Regions from separate parts of the Mus musculus genome. Here region 2 is linked to region 1. The links are chromatin contacts, called in public Hi-C maps. All regions are on one chromosome and are shown on one strand. Each heading gives the region's core, a stretch centred on a gene start, on an enhancer-like site or on the middle of the called end of the contact. The rest is flanking DNA. Distances are from core to core; before and after follow the strand shown.

The links. A called contact is a pair of places that touch in the nucleus more often than the background predicts.
Region 2: a contact with region 1 is called in a Hi-C map of the N1E-115 cell line, with 5 times the contacts expected there. The contact joins two enhancer-like sites. A contact is called at or near these places in 1 of 15 datasets of contacts at CTCF or cohesin (the NIH/3T3 cell line) and 3 of 484 Hi-C or Micro-C datasets (the N1E-115 cell line and liver).

Annotation. Positions count from the first base shown.
Region 1 is chr1:71,891,081-71,895,542 of GRCm38.p6, forward strand. It overlaps Gm28818 (a long non-coding RNA gene), which reads right to left. Exons shown (of 3, transcript XR_373492.3): 3 at 2,755-4,307. It overlaps Gm8883 (predicted gene 8883), which reads left to right. Exons shown (of 3, transcript NR_027659.1): 3 at 1-124. Among named protein-coding and RNA genes, the nearest start is that of Gm8883, 5.2 kb to the left of the region's middle. Within about 2 kb of position 2,716, at least 91 of the 459 cell types and tissues checked have an H3K27ac peak or open chromatin away from gene starts, as enhancers often do. A contact at or near this core is called in the N1E-115 cell line, where this site is marked.
Region 2 is chr1:72,033,931-72,038,392 of GRCm38.p6, forward strand. No RefSeq gene overlaps it. Among named protein-coding and RNA genes, the nearest start is that of 4933417E11Rik, 31 kb to the left of the region's middle. Within about 2 kb of position 1,976, at least 8 of the 459 cell types and tissues checked have an H3K27ac peak or open chromatin away from gene starts, as enhancers often do. A contact at or near this core is called in the N1E-115 cell line, where this site is marked.

The sequences.
Region 1 (4,462 bases), core at 1,466-3,965:
AGCAAGTGTATATTATTTACTTATATTACATATTACATTGTGCATATATAGTATATATGCATCATAGTAATCTGTCCATCCCATACATTGAATGAATTGATATTTCAATCTCCCAAAAATCTGGAGAAGAATGTGTGTTCCTTGCTGAGCACTTAAGTGTGTTTATGAACTGAGTAAATCATGCCTTGGCAAATTATCGGACTAAAGCATTGAGTTTCACAAGTGCAGACTTAGAAATTTAGCAACTATTAACTTTAACTTTTTTCCCTTTAAAGTTGGGGTAGTATTTCTCACCGAGGACATCTTTCCACCAAACTTAATATTTATATCTCCAACTGCTTCAGAAGTCAGACAGCCAGATAGAGAGCCAAAAGTGTGAAGTGACAAAGAGTTTCTCAGATTCTCTTACTGAGTCACGTCCATCCCCCTTCAAAAGCAGCTGAAAGCTGTTTCTCTCCGAGAATTTTCAAGATTGCCTGTCTTCCGTATGACAGCTCTGTGTTCTGAGAGGAGTCCTATTATAAAGAAAGGAAAGTACAAGCTTAAAGTGAAACTGTCTGGTTAACCAGTGTGTGCCCTTTAGCTGTTCCCGAGGAGCCCTTATTGCCACAAAACACAGAAATAAGGACAAAGCAGCTGAGACCGGGAGTCACAGAGGAGCCTTGAGGAGTGGCAGATGCCCTCAGCGTCTGCAAGTCTCACGAAGTCTATGAGAGTTAGCACTGAATCATGGTTCTTAAGAAGATTATGCCACAGAGAACCAGTAGGCTGTCTGACCCCTGCTCTAAAGATGCATCTGAAACCTTGCAGGGCAGTCTGTCTGACTTCCAGGATGAGTGGGCAGGTGGTGAACTAAGACAAGGTGACAGGGAGACGTCATAGAGGTACCTTTTGAGAAAACACACATCTATGAGTCTGCTGACTGATTGTTCCTCTGCAAGTCTCAAAAATCTATTTTTTTCCAGTGAAGTTACTCCTTAAGGTTAAAAAAAATTGTTGATCCAAACAACTTTTTAAATACCAGGCATAGGAGCATGGTGGGATGCAGGGACGCAGATTTCATCTGGAAGTTCAGCATCCACTGCTCATTCAAAAGGCACGTTACTCAACCACCCATCAATAGCCCCACCCACCAAAACCCAGGACAACGTGGAAGAGCCCATCCTGGAGAGTGCTGTGTGACGCAAAGATGTCAGGCTGGAGGAAAGTCATCAAAGAACAAGAGATGCTATCAGAGGAAGACAGGAAGACCCAGGAAACACGGTGGCCAAATTGCAAAGGACAGTAGCAGAAGGAACACCAGCGGGGAAGAGAAGCCTCACTGCTCAGTTTAGTCTGCATCACCAGGTATCAGAGGCTAAGAGATTGCTATAGGAAGACAGAGGAAATGGGATATCAAAAGGCATTCTATCCCTACAGCAGTGGCTCCCAACCTTCCTGATGCTGTGACCCTTTAATATGCTCCCTTGTGTGAGCCCCCAACCATAATATCATTTTCCTTGCTACTTCATAACTATAACTTTGTTACTGTTGTGAATCATAATGTAAGTGTTTGTGTTTTCCAATGGTCTGAAGGTCACCTCTGTGAAAGGCTCCCTCAACCCCTTAGGGGGTCGCGCCCCACAGGTTGAGAACCCCTGCTTTGCAGGAAGTAGTTTGTCCTACTCTGGTCCTATGTTATCATTGTGGCAATGTTTCCATGTGAAAGTTCCTACAAACAGCCCACCTTACCCTTCTCCATGCGTTCTAAGATGTCATCATTTCCCACTGGGTTAGGAGGATCCTCTGGCTATGTCTTTACACTCTCTAACTACATATGTTTTAAGGTTTATTTATTTTTATTTTATACCTATGAGTGTTTTCTTGTCTGTGTGTCTGCTCACTTTGTGCATTCAGTACTGGTGAAGGCTGGAAGAAGGACTCGAATCCTCTAACTCTGGACCTGACCTTACAGACCATTGTCAGCAATTATGTGGATGCCGGGAATTGAACCCCCAGTTCTCTAGAAGACTCACAAGTGCTCTTCACGGCTGAGCCATCTCTCCAGCCTCTCTTCAACTTCTTTTAAGCATCTAAATTCAATGATAAATTTTGCCAGAAAAATATCCCTGCATTGCTGGTCTGTCTCCTAAGCCACGGGTCCAGGGGAATCTAATCACACTTTGCTTAGCCCATATGTTTCAGAGGGAGTTGAGAATACCAGAGAACCAACTGGTCCTTTCAGAGCCAGAGAAAAGTTTTGATTGGTATAGAATCTTAATGATGTCATTTCGCATGTAGTTACCATAGGCTGGTAAGATGGCTTAGTGGACAAAAGCCCCTACCGCCAAAGTGTGGCAACCTGAATTCAATATCTAGGACCAGATGCAAAGAGGAGAGAGCCAAATCCTGCAAGTTTTCCCTGACTTCCACGTGTGTGCCCGGGTACACGTACACTTGTGTGTAAGTAAATAAATGTCATTTCAATTTTTACAGCAAACGCAGTAGAAAAAGCCGAGTGCCTTTGGGAGCTCTGCTTGCTCACATTTTCTCAAGCTTCCTCCTTTGGAGGATAGGATCTGCTCTCATCACTGAGCCATGCAAGGATGCTAATAAACAAACAAACAAAAAAAATCACTTTTGAACAGCGTTTTTCATCAGCATTCTGTTTCCGAGCCTACCGAGTGACTCATCCTGAGACTGGGTGCTGCAGCCCCTGCCCCGGGGAATGGCTGAGTGAGTGACTAATAGTTCACACTGGAGAGAGAGAGCAGGAAGTTGGCTCTGCGTTTATTATTGGAACCAGACACTAAGGAGCTGTTTTAAAAAGCACTTGAAAATACTTGAGCCCCAAGGAATGTTGCTTGCTTACCTACTTTGCATCATTCTTGCTGTTAAGGTTAAAGGTGACTTTGCCTCTAAATGGGCTTTGGAGGTGTGACAATAAATTAAGTGGTGAGAGATATTTGGATTTTGACGCTAAAAGAAAAGCACGTCACAAGTTACTAGTAGAAAGAAATAAAACCTCTGTACTGGCTAGTTTTGTGTTAACTTGACACAGCTGGAGTTATCACAGAGAAAGGAGCTTCAGTTGAGGAAATGCCTCCATGAGATCCAACTGTAAGGCATTTTCTCAGTTAGTGATCAAGGGGGAAAGGCCCCTTGTGGGTGGTGCCATCTCTGGGCTGGTAGTCTTGGTTCTATAAGAGATCAGGTTGAGCAAGTCAGGGGAGGCAAGCTAGTAAAGAACATCCCTCGATGGCTTCTGTATCAGCTCCTGCTTCCTGACCTGCTTGAGTTCCAGTCTTGACTTCCTTCAGTGATGAACAGCAGTATGGAAGTGTAAGCCGAATAAACCCTTTCCTCCCCAACTTGCTTCTTGGTCATGATGTTTATGCAGGAATAGAAACCCTGACAAAGACAACCTCTAACTGATCTTGACTTACATGTTGCTTTTGTTGTCTGGTGAGATGAGATTCAATTGGCAGACATCTTTCAGCTGGGAGTCAGGGTTCCCTTCTAACACCAAGCCAACAATGAGACTCCATTCTTAGACGATGATGGTGATGATAGTGATGGTGGTGATGGTGGTGGTGGTGATGTTGTTGTTGTTGTTGGTGATGATGATGATAATGATGATGGACGTGATCAGTAACTTTGGATACAGAGATAGCTTAGTTTATAAAGTATTGGAGGACCTAAGGTTGATCTCCAGCAAACACATGTGAAAATATGATGAGAAGTCCTGTGTCTGCAAACCCAGCAGTGGGGAGGAATTGACACAGTGAATCTCTGGGGCTGGATGCCAAGACAGCCTGGACTATTTGTCAAATTCCAGGTCCCAGTGAGAGACATTGTCTTTAAAAAGATGGTGGATGGTGTCTGAGGAACAATACATGAAGCTGACTTCTGTCCTCTATATACACAGACAGACAGACAGACAGACAGACAGACACAAATAAGCTAAAATGCAATTATTATCTCTCTCATTGGTTTGGGTAGGAAAACTGTTCTTAGCTTGTGGATTAATATTATTTGGCGACTGGACCAGTCTTTTTGTGAAAAGATATTTCTTCTCTTTCTCTACCTGTTCAGTGTTTCCTCACACCACACTTAACAATGCAGCAAGAACTCTGTCCGTAGACCAATACTGTCAGTCAACCCGCCACCAGGTTAGCATCAAGGCGAAGGAAAGCCGTCAAAATGACCTCATCCCAAGCTGGACCTTAGCTGAGCTCTTGAATCTTCTTTCCCACCAAACCAGAGAACCACAGGAGAAATCGGATTTTTCACGTGCCTTCTCTCCCTTCTTTGCAGATTCACCGTACCTAGTAAAACAGTGAAAACCCTGAGGTCTTAAGGTCGTTAGACCAGCAGACAACCACAGGCACTGTCAGATTGCTTTATCCCATTAACAGTTTTATAAATAATAGCTGAAGGTTATGTTTGCTCCACAGAGGTGAACTTAACATTTATAAACTAT
Region 2 (4,462 bases), core at 726-3,225, 140 kb after region 1:
TCTCTTCAGAGAATACTGATGACTGATGTCTTTGGCTACCATATCTTAGGACCAGAGATGCTAATAGAGCCATTAAAACACAAAATGATTAAAGTCAGTTTGAATAAATTTAACTGAACTTGTGTTATAATCCAAGAAAAGTAACCAGAAATCTCAAAGATGCCTTACAGAAGTCAATGGTTTTCCGTGGCTTTCATTAGTCATCATGACTTTTTTAAAAGTCTTGTAAGCATTGAATCATATGGATGTGGTGCCCTCTTAAGTCACACATGTTCTTTCTACGTGTGGTTGCATTTCTTTATGTATAATTTTCAAAGAAGAAGAAGAAGAAGAAGAGGAAGAGGAAGAGGAAGAGGAAGAGGAAGAGGAAGAGGAAGAAGAAGAAGAAGAAGAAGAAGAAGAAGAAGAAGAAGAAGAAGAAGAAGAGGGAGGAGGAGGAAGAGGAGGAGGAGGAGGAAAGGAGAGGAGGAGGGAGAGGAAGAGGAGGAGAAGGAGGAGGAGAAGGAGAAGGAGGAGGAGAAGAAGAAATTCTCTTTTGAGAGACATCTACAAAAATGTTTCTAAAGACACATACATCCTCTTAATGTCCCAGATTAAATATTCAGTGAGATTCTATTATATATTAAATATCCAGTGATATAGTATAGCACAATTAAACTTTGACACAGGTACTATAACATCCAAAATTAACCTGTAAGCCCCACCAATCCAAAGACCAGATAACTTCCTGGAATGCTGGGAGTTGTAGTTCTTGGAAAACAACAAAGCCTCATGGGAAAGTACGGTGGCCTGTAGGTTTGTCCTTATAAGCCCCTACTGCACTTGGCTCAGTCCCAAAATCCATCTTTTGGACGGTATTTAGTATTTAATAAAGCTTATTTTAAATTTGACCCATAATGGTGAAGTTGTTTTTTCTCCAACCAGTCTCAGGATTAACAGTACAAATATTCACAGAAAAAAAAATGTATCACTACAGACAATTGTAAAGATTTACACAAAGAAAGACATTTTGATTTCACAAGTAATAGGTGTATAGAATACTGACATTTTTCTACATTGGGCAATTGAGGGCAATTGGGTAACAAGTGGAGGGAGAAGACAAGAGTTTCAACCAATACCACTACTCAAAGGGTTGTCTATAAACTGATTCCAACTACAAATTATCTGTTCCCACCCACAATAACCTATGGGAAAGTGTGGAATGCACCACAGTGGAGTGCTCCATCATGCACCTGGTTTCGATGGACAGTCTATTTTCATGGGGAAACTTGGAGAATTAAGGTGTTGACACTTTCTCACACCAGTTTCTTGTCACAGATAAGAAACACGCCTGTCCCACGCTGGCCACTCTGAAGAGCTACAGTCTAGAGAGATCATAAATCACATTGCTAACCGAGCTGCTGAATTGGGGATTCCCAGTATGGCTCTGTCTTCCAGGGGGCGGGGCAGAGAGAGAGAGGCAGGAAAGGAGGCAGGGAGGGAGGGGGAAGAGGGAAAGGGAATTTTTTCCCTCCCATTTTGAATAGATATCACAGTAACCCTGCCTCATGCTCCCAGTGATCTATTGCCTCAAGTCTCAAGTGTAAGCCCTGAAGGACCCAGATTGTCAATTGCTCTAGAAGGTAGACATTGTGAGTTATGATATATCTCCTCCACGCTAAGGGGTAAGAGGGCATCATCTTTGTTCAAGCTTGCATATATACCAAGATTCTTCTGTCTTTTAGAATGTCATTTTCCCCATGTGTGGGTCCAAACATACCCAAGTGTAACTGGAAAACCATAAACTTTCTCCCATACCTCTTTTTCTTTTTAACCTATTCCTGCAACTAGAACAAAATGCCTTGGACTGATCACATATAAAGGTGAAGCAGAAAAAAAAAAAAAAAAGATGTATCCAGTTCTTCTAGGACCAGGCAGCAGGAGAGAGAAAAAGAAAAAGAAAATGACTTCTTAGTGAGTTTAGAAATGCCTGTGCTTGCATCAAGTACACAGCAGAGCACTGATAGAAAACTGTGAATTCCCCACATAAGGCAACATGAAAGTAAGAGGTAGACTTGTTAGAGGGTATGGGGTGGTCAGGTGAGGAAGGAGCTGGAATACATTGTATATATGTTATACTGAATTGTCAAGGCCCAGATACAAGTTATATAGAGAAGGGAAACAAAGACAGAAGTAGATTTAGGGAAAAAAATGCCAAGTGAAAGTAAATGAGGTTCGGGTACAAAGTTTCGTATAGTTCCATTGGTCAAACAGAGGGGCTGGGAGCACTTCATTTCCCGGTGCAACAGCAATGGTTGGCACACATACAACCAGTAATCTGTTTAAACTGTAAGCGGCCACTGAACTTCAACAAACCATCTGCCACATCAAACTAATGTTGTTAATTTGAGTTTCACTGCTTTTAGTTTTATTTCTTACTGAGTTTGCAAATTTGTTCCAGTTTCACAGAAGAGCTGTAAGCATCTGGGCTTAGCCCTGGCTTTCTGTTTGCGCTTAATTAATTTAAATTCATCTAAACTGTTAAGAGTAGAACAAAGGAAAACTGTTCCTCTCATTCATATAAGCTTTGGAAATAACTTAATACATTAGCAGTGGTCACTTGGCTCCAACTGATGGAACTACTCATGATTATACATGTTGAATTAGTCTCACAGTTTAAAAAAAAAAAAAGAAAATAGTCCTTTTTTGATGTTGTTATCTGGAGACTTGAAGGGACACTTCTGGTCGTCTTTGAACAGCCACTACAGTTTCCTTCAAGTTTATCAGTGAACGAAAATGGTCAGCTAAGAGCTACCAAACATCTGAGAACAATATGGTGGACAGGAAAACCCAGTGCCCCAGAGAACAGGGGAGAGCCTGTGTTTGTGTGATAACAGGACTGTGGGAGTTAGCTGGACTGCCGCAGACCTAGAGGCACTGTAACTGATCTACAAAGCGATACTAAAACCTACGACCTGTCTGCTGCCCCACCCCCAAAAACAGGGCAGGAAAAGGATGCTTGGCCTCACATGGTCCCCAAATGCTTGTCTCCAGAGGCAGACTGAATGTAGAGATGTGTTCACCAAATGAGGAAGATGGGTGTTTACACAAACAGGCTAGAGTACAGCTAGGTGCTTCCACAGGAGGAACTGTTCTAAGATGGAGCCCCTGCCCTTTTTTTTTTTTTTTTTAATATGGTAGTACAGCCCTAAGATACATCACCTCTAAACATGTTCGAAGTTAACTTATCAGGTGAAAAGTCAAATACATCCATGACTTCTGGCTTCCAAAACCACAAAAGAATGTGAAATAATATTCACGTTGACATTTTTAATATAATGGCATGCCCTCATACTTTTTATGCTAAAAGATCACTTTATTCTCTTTATTCACTGTATAAGTATTTTAAAATTTGAAATTAAAAGAGAAAGTGTCTCATTAATGTGTCTTATTTTTCCCCCTAAAACATAGGTACACCTGGGTTTGCAAGATGGCTCATTGAGTAAAGACATTTGCTGAGCAATCTTGGAGATATGAGCTCCGTCTCCAAAACCCATGTGAAGCTGAAAGAGGAGACCAGAAAAGCTGTCCTCTGACCTCCACACATGTGCCCACATACACAGAACAAAATTAAAATTATTTTAAGTTCGCGTTTCATTAATAAAAAAAAAAAACAAACTGGGTACACCAGTTAAAATGATGCTTTTTGAACTTAATTTGGCTTCTCTTCCTGACTGCTACTTCCAAACATCCTTTGCTGAGAGCCTTTCTAGATATGTTTATATATAGGTATATACTGAGACAGAGCATTACCCCCTGTTTTCTTTTTTTTAATAAATGTGCAATGTTAGGGAAAAAGAAGAAGAAGACCAAAGGAAACAGGAATTAGAACACTTAGCCAGAACAATAAGAAATTCTTAATAAAAATCAGCTGTATTATGTCATTAAAATTTAATATATGAAGCTTTCTCATGTATATGACTCTGAAAGCCTTGGAAAAACATTTGTTAATAGGCTGGTAATCACCACTTGCCTTATTTACCTAAGAATTTTTCTTTAAATGATGAATAGGTCCAACTGTGAGCTACCTTCTTAAGAAAATATAGATGCTAATAGATTGAAGTTGAGGCGACTACGTGTTCTTCCTTGTTTGAATAGTACTCAATGACTGTTTTTTAGCCATCGGGGAAATAGCTTAATTTTATTCTAAACAGAGCCCTACTGAGAAAATAATACAAGACACTCTTTAGTTTGCCCGGGGATTTGAGAACTGCGGAAGCTCATATGGGTTCCATGAATGAGAGAATCACACTCTTCCTTCCCACAGATAAGTTAAATTAGCTGCTCCCTAAATCAAAACATGGTCTGGTACAAACCGGGGTCTCCAAGAGGCACATTTCTGACATGTTCTTTATGAATGCACGCTCTCAACTCAGTGTGCTATTCATCTAGGCTTAGCAAATAAGCCCCTTACCTTTTCCCT